Linked DNA regions of Oryctolagus cuniculus: region 2 is linked to region 1. A link is a contact called in public Micro-C data. All regions are on one chromosome and are shown on one strand. The core of a region is the stretch at or near the end of the contact, and the rest is flanking DNA. Distances in the headings are between cores, read along the strand shown.

Region 1 (3,353 bases), core at 414-2,913:
AGAAGCTCTTTTCACCACATCCTGGGCCTTACTTAAGAGAGAAAAAACAAAAACCCACAAAGCCAAAAGGCCTTTGCTTTATGCATTTCAGTTCTTGAGCCATGAAAGCTCAACACGCTCTATCAAAGACATTTTATTTATTTTTAAAGATTTGTTTATTTGAAAGTCGGAGTTAAAGAGAGGGAGAGACAAAGAGAGAGAGAGAGAGAGGTCTTCCATCTGCTGGTTCACTCTCCTGGTAATGGCAATAGCCAGCACTAGACCAGGTTGAAGCCAGGAGCCAGGCGCTTCTTCAGGGTCTCCCACGCGGGTGCAGGGGCCCAAGGACTTGGGCCATCTTCTACTGCTTTCCCAGGCCATAGCACAGAGCTGGATTGGAAGTGGCACTGCGGTGACTCAAACTGACGCCCATATGGGATGCCTACGCAGTAGGCGGTGGCTTTACCCTCCACGCCACAGCACCCGCCCAGTTAATTGATTAACCAAGGCGAGGCAGGCCGCAGTGCTGCGTGTGTGATCGCAGGTACCTTGTGCTGGTGTCTCGTTACCCTGAAAGTCACCACGTGCATCCCTGCAAGGTTACAGGAAAGTGGAAGAAGCCTCATCTGCCCCCCCATTGCTTAAGCCATGCGGTGGGTTTCCTCCCTGGCACTGGGTCTGGTCTTGCCCTTATTTCGGAGGGCCCAGCTGTGACCACACAGGATCTTCAGGTTGTAATGTAACTAGTAGCTGGCCACTCTACAAGTAAAACATTGTATGTTAAAAAAAAAAAAAAAAACACTTTAAAATGAATTTAAAGATGTAGAATATTCCATCACGTGGCTCTTTCTTACCTCTCCATCTCCCTATTTCACCTCGCTCTGTGTGTGTGATACACTTTTGGGAAACCATGTAATGTATTATGTACTGTACATAGAAAGTTTTAATATGGTAGTTAAACAATTATAGCTGTTTCAGATGTGTGACTAATCTAATGGCGCTATGATGAACATCACAGTGCGTAATGGTTTTCATATTCCAGGCTGTTTAGGACGGGTGGTGCAGTGCAGTGGGTGCAGCTGCCGCTTGGGACGCTTGTGTCCCGTAGTGGAGTGCCGGGTGGAGTCCAGCTCCCTGCGAATGTGCAGCCTGGGAGGCAGTGGATGAGGCTTCCCGGACATGGGTCCCTGCCACCCACTTCGGAGACATCGATGAAGTTCCTGGCTCTTAGCTTTGGGCTGCTGCAGGCCGTCTCTCTCACTCTCTCTTCTGCTTTCTCTCTCTGCCTGTTGCTCTTTAAAAAAATAAAAATGAATAAATGTTTTAAAGAACCTACATTCCTAACAATTTTCTGGAAATCCCTTTGTGTGTGTGTGTATGTGTGTGTGTGTTAAACTTTCATTAGATTGCTAGATTTGGAATTATTGGATCAAAGGAGTAGACATTTTAAAGACTTTTTTTTTTGCGATTTACCAAGGGCACCTGCTGCTTCCTGCTGCCATCAGCAGGCAGGGAAGCGCCCCATCTCAGCGCACCCTTACAGCAGCAGGCGGGGTGTCCAGAGGCCTCTGGCTGGCTGGAGAGGAGCATCTGTTGCTGGATTTGGAATATGCATCCCTGGCCCGTGCCGGGGCTGTGGGTGGTGGAACGCTCGGCCCATTCTCTAGCTGAGATTTTATCTTGCAGCTGACTTTGGGGTGTCTGCCAAGAATCTGAAGACTCTGCAGAAGCGAGATTCCTTCATCGGAACGCCTTACTGGTGAGTCACGCAGCTTCTTCTGGAAACTGGATGTGGACCGAACGTTAAACCTACACCAGCATGGCCTCCGGGCACTGTAGAGGGGGAGAGGCCGGCAGGCCAGGGCCCTGGGCCACCTGCCGGGGTGAACCGGGCCACCTGCCGGGGTGAGCCAGGCCTCTAAAGCTTACCAGTCCTGAGACTGCACAAGCCACTTAGCTCCCCTCTGCCTGTTATCTCATCTGTGAAGTTAGGGAGGCAATGCAAAGGGGCTTTTAAAAAAATGCATGGGAAGATGGCATCAGGTGAGTTTACTTTGGTGCAGGAAAAAAGTTTGAAGTCAAGCATGGGTTTTCATTATTTGCATTTTCCATGGGCTTCTTTGAAGACCCCCGTCCCACCCACTTCATGGCATCCCTGCGGGGGTGAAATGGGAAGTGCTCCATTCATAACGACTCAGCGGGAGCCCCAGAGGATGGTTCAGTTCTTGGTTCTTCTTATTCAACACTTCTGTGCTGAGCACCAGGCTGGGTTTTATGAAGATGAGCAGTTCAAGTTCAAGTCCTCTCCTCTCGAAGTCTCTCTAATTTCCCTGGTCTGTCCTGTTCCATACTTTTCCAAAACTATTTAAAAGCCAAGCTCTTGCTCCATCTGACCTCTAGTTGCTTTCTACTGTGTTGTTTTCTCAGTTTTTTTCTTGTGCATCACGTGCTGTGGTGGAGTTTGGGCTCCCTTCTTGCTTGCTCACTACTGCTAACTGTTTCTTTCTCTCTCACCCCTTCTGTACCACTTCCTCCCTCTCCACCCCACCTTCCTCCCCTCCCCAGGACACTGAGGTCTGGATTGATGCTGCCATCTTGTGGTAGGAGTCAGCAACTGCAGCAGGACAGGGCTGGCGAGCCCGGGTGAAGACGGTTGTAAGGAACATGGGGAATGCTGCCAACTCCTGACCTTGGCTGGTGGTGGCCCTTGAACCTGAGTCTCCCAAAAATGCCTCTGGAGGCCCGATTCTGAGCCCTCTGTTGTCCCTTGGTTGGTTCAGGATGGCCCCCGAGGTGGTGCTGTGCGAGACCATGAAGGACACCCCGTACGACTACAAAGCCGACATCTGGTCCCTCGGCATCACGCTGATCGAGATGGCCCAGATCGAGCCCCCACACCATGAGCTCAACCCCATGCGGGTCCTACTCAAGATCGCCAAGTCGGACCCTCCCACGCTGCTCACGCCCTCCAAGTGGTGAGAAGCAAGGGTGCCCGCAGGAGGCCTGGGGCGGGGCACTGTCCAGTCTCTTCTGAGCTCCCTCAGCCCCCCATGCCTGTCTTGTGCCCTTATGCTGTTTGTTTATTGGAAAGGCAGAGTCATATATGTATATAGAGAGATCTTCCACCTGCTGGTCCGCTCCCCATATAGCCACAGTGGCCAGGGCTGGACCACACTGAAGCCAGGAGCCTGGAACTCCATCCAAGGCTCCCACACGGATGGCAGAGGCCCAAGTGCTCAGGCCTTCATCCATGGCCTTCTCAGATGTATTAGCAGGGAGCTGGATTGAAAGTGGAGCAGCCGGGACTCCAACTGCACCCCCCACTACCCTAGCCTTATACGCTTGACAAGGTAGACCAGGTGCCCAAACAATCC
Region 2 (3,353 bases), core at 440-2,939, 160 kb before region 1:
ATTCCCTGGCAAGGAAACTGAATTCTATAGAAATGTAAGGTCCTATAGCTAGTCCACAATGGAAGGTGATTACAACCCAGGAAGTGAATGGCAGAGCCAGGCCCTTACTGTTCTATTATTCTGTCTCCCAGGAACAAATGTCTGCTCAAAATAAAGGCAGGGTGGAGAACATGCACTGCTGAGAATCTTTCCATGAGACAGTGCTCTCCTGGGGCCGCCTCAGAGCTCAGCAGAAAGCCCTCATCATTTGGGTACCTACCATCTGCTTGATGGATATTGTGGAAGTCAGTTTCTCCAATTCCTAGAGCGAAATTCAAGACAAAGCAATCTCTTTGTAAATATCCAGCATGCTGCTTTTCTTTCTCTCTGGGAAGTGATGCAGTGACATCTGTCTGTCTGCCAGCACAGGTTTTGAACCCTGATCTCAGAGCAACCTCTGCAAACTCAAAAACATTGGTTGTCTAAGCTCTTTTTGAATGTTCAGGACCACCACGGAGGACAGTGCTAATTCTTCAGTGTAAGTGGAACATAGCAGGCTTCTAGATTTCACAGAACTTCTCTGCGCCTCCATGTAAACGCAGGGTTTGGTTTGTTTAATTCTCATTTTTGTGTGATTCTTAAATGAATACAGGACCTGAATCTTTGTATTTTGGATTATTTCTGTCAACTAGATTACCAGATGTGGAATAGTCCCCAGCCAATGGCTCTTTGCAAAGAGACTGCACCAATTCACACTCCCACCAGCATCGTATAAGAATATATCCAAATGCAAATCCCAAGCTGCAGAGCGTCTTTCTTAGGTCTTTCACTTAAAAAATTTTTTTTCTTTAATGCTAAGCAAAAGTTGATCCAGGCTGTTAACTGAATAATACAGTCTGTATAAAAATGAGCAGGTATTTAAAACAGCTCTGTGGCAGGAATAAGCTTTAGAAGGGCCCAGGAAGGATGACAGAATTTTCAAGCATCGCAGCAAGAAAGAGGCATCGTTTTAAAGGCACCATTAAGAATTCGCCTTCGATCGGGACGCCAAGAATGTCGGGCGTGGTCAACACACCAAACTCTTAGAAAACCCGGGCGTTCCATCAGTTTTTTTTTTTCCTTTTCTTCACTTTGTTCTGAAGCGGACTTAAGAGAGTCAAAGGCGGGATCCTGAGCAGGAGATTGAATCATCGATCCTGTGCAGAATTCTCTCTCCGTGCACCGGATGCCTCGCCTCAGTAACCCGGGTCCAACTTCTATACAATGACCGCCTCCACCTCCCCCACAGGGCACAGCGGTCGTGGGGGTGAGCGCACCGGCAGGCCCGCGCTACCGACCCCCCGGCCTCGACACGAATTCACAACGGCTGGGGCCTCCACGTCCGGCTGTTGGGGAAAGCGCCCGGTCCCCATTGCAACTTCTCGGTATCGTCTTCCATCAGAAGTACTCGACTTGGTCCCTCTCCACTTCTCCTTTCTCACCTCTGTTCTGCTTTTCCCGCTTTCTCCCCTTCTTCCCTTTCTTTCTCCTTCCCGTCCCCCCTCTCTCGCTCGCTCTCGCCCCCTTTCCCTTCCTCTCCCCCCACCACAGATCCCTCAGCCTCGCCTCCTCGCCGCTCCGCTCCCCTCCCCCCTCCTCTCGCGGCCCCGCCCGCAGCCAATCAGAGCGCGGCCTCCCACGGCCCCGCCCCTCCCCGGCGGTTCCGGGCGGGCCTTTGCGGAGCCCGGGCGGCTGGTGCGGAGGGCGGCGCCGCGGGGCGGGGGCCGATGGGGCCTGGCTGACGGGCGGCGCCGACGCGGGGCTCGCCCAGTTTGGGGTTGTGCGGGGCTGTGAAGGGGCGAGGCGGGCGCGGCGGCCCTCTCGGGATGGGCCAGCCCCCGCCTGGTGCGGCCGAGCCGGAGGCGAGGGCGGCGCGCGGGCCAGGCCTGCGGGGCGGGCGGCCCGGGGGCTGAGGTAGAAGTGGGCGCGGAGGAAGGGGCCGAGCCACGGCGGTGGGTGGAGCGGCGAGGGGGGCGGAGGCTGGGCCGCGGCGGGCGAGCGGAGCGGCGCGCTGTCCGGAGCTCGGTGGCGGCGGCTCCGGAGGAGGCTGAGGCGGCGGCGGCGGGCCCGGACGAGCGCCCGGAGGTGGCGGACGAGGCGCTCGGGGCCCCCATGGGCGGGTGTGTGGGCGCCCAGCACGACTCCTCGGGCAGCCTCAACGAGAACTCGGAGGGCACCGGAGGTAGGTGAGCGCCAGGGGGCAGCCTCGGCCCCCCATTGTTCCCGGCCAGGCCCGGCCACCTGTCCCGACCCCCGCGGGCCGCGCGGGCAGGCCCCCGCGCCCCTTTGTCATCCCCTCTCCCACGTCACTGCCCGCGCTGCGCTTCCGGCTGCCCCGCCGGCCACGGGGGTCGCCCCTTTCCCTCCCTAGCGGCGGTAGAAAGTCTGCGCGCCGGAGACGGAGCCCTCGGCCTCCCTGATCTCAGCGCCTGGGCTCGGGAAGTCAGACCCGAAACTGCCCTTGTGGCCATCTCACTCCGTCTCCAGCCCGTTTAATAATTCAGGAGCAGGATGGCGGCGCTGGGGTTGCAGAAAGCGAATTGATTGGGAGGGGGGGTGGCGGCGGGGGAGGGAGCCTAATGCGTTCCCTCCGACGGGCCCGCCACAGCTCTCGGCTCCCTTCCTCGCTCAGCGCAGTTGGCTGGTCTCAGCTTTCCTGAGTTTCAGATGACAGCTGCCCTGGTTGGTTCCAGTTTGGCCATTTAAACCTGCGAGTTTCTTGAGCTGAGCTGGGGAAGTCTCCAGTGGCCACAGGCATAGGAAAGAGGGAGGGGGAACGGTCTGCCCGGCTAAAACGTGGCCTCTTGCTGCTGCTGCTGCTGCTGCTGCTGCTGCTGTTGCTGCGGCAGCTGCAGCGTAGGGCCGGTAGGCAGCATGCTGTCCGGGTGGGCTAGTCAAATTCCGATCCGACTTACGTAAAAGGAAAATATGTAGGGTAACAGTGCACATGCATGAGAGTTTCACTTACCCCAGTAGGATCAGTACTTTCAAAGTTTGCTAACGCGGAGCGCACTTGTGCTTTGCAGAAAACAGAGGTGTACTGCGGAGACGTGTTTTGATTCCATCAGTAGTTGCTGTATGGCTGTGTAATAAAAGTAATCCTGACTACTGGAGCTAAGGGACCTTTGGCTGAGTCTCTTCTAAGGACCGTGTAGAAGTTAAATTTTTAGTTAAACGGTTTTTAGGAACAGCAAAGATGACACTGTTGATTGGATTCCAGCTGATGTTAGGAGCCGCAGAATGTGGTACATACTTGCAATGTTGTGGGGCAATGAGAGGGTTTTACAACTTTTTCTTAACATGCTAACATTTGGACCAGTTGTTTGCCTTGTCAT

Evidence for each region. A called contact is a pair of places that touch in the nucleus more often than the background predicts.
Region 2: a Micro-C map of ear pinna shows a contact between it and region 1, with 8 times the contacts expected there. The contact joins the promoter of UBTD2 here to the enhancer-like site in region 1. A contact is called at or near these places in 5 of 6 Hi-C or Micro-C datasets (ear pinna, embryonic fibroblasts, psoas muscle and 2 more).

What each region holds. Positions count from the first base shown.
Region 1 is chr6:58,751,606-58,754,958 of mOryCun1.1, reverse strand. STK10 (serine/threonine kinase 10) reads left to right here. Exons shown (of 19, transcript XM_051843610.2): 5 at 1,666-1,738; 6 at 2,760-2,954. Among named protein-coding and RNA genes, the nearest start is that of FBXW11, 58 kb to the right of the region's middle. Within about 2 kb of position 1,663, at least 3 of the 8 cell types and tissues checked have an H3K27ac peak or open chromatin away from gene starts, as enhancers often do. A contact at or near this core is called in ear pinna, where this site is marked.
Region 2 is chr6:58,913,783-58,917,135 of mOryCun1.1, reverse strand. UBTD2 (ubiquitin domain containing 2) reads left to right here and starts at 1,689. Exons shown (of 3, transcript XM_008255390.4): 1 at 1,689-2,200. The coding sequence starts at 2,131.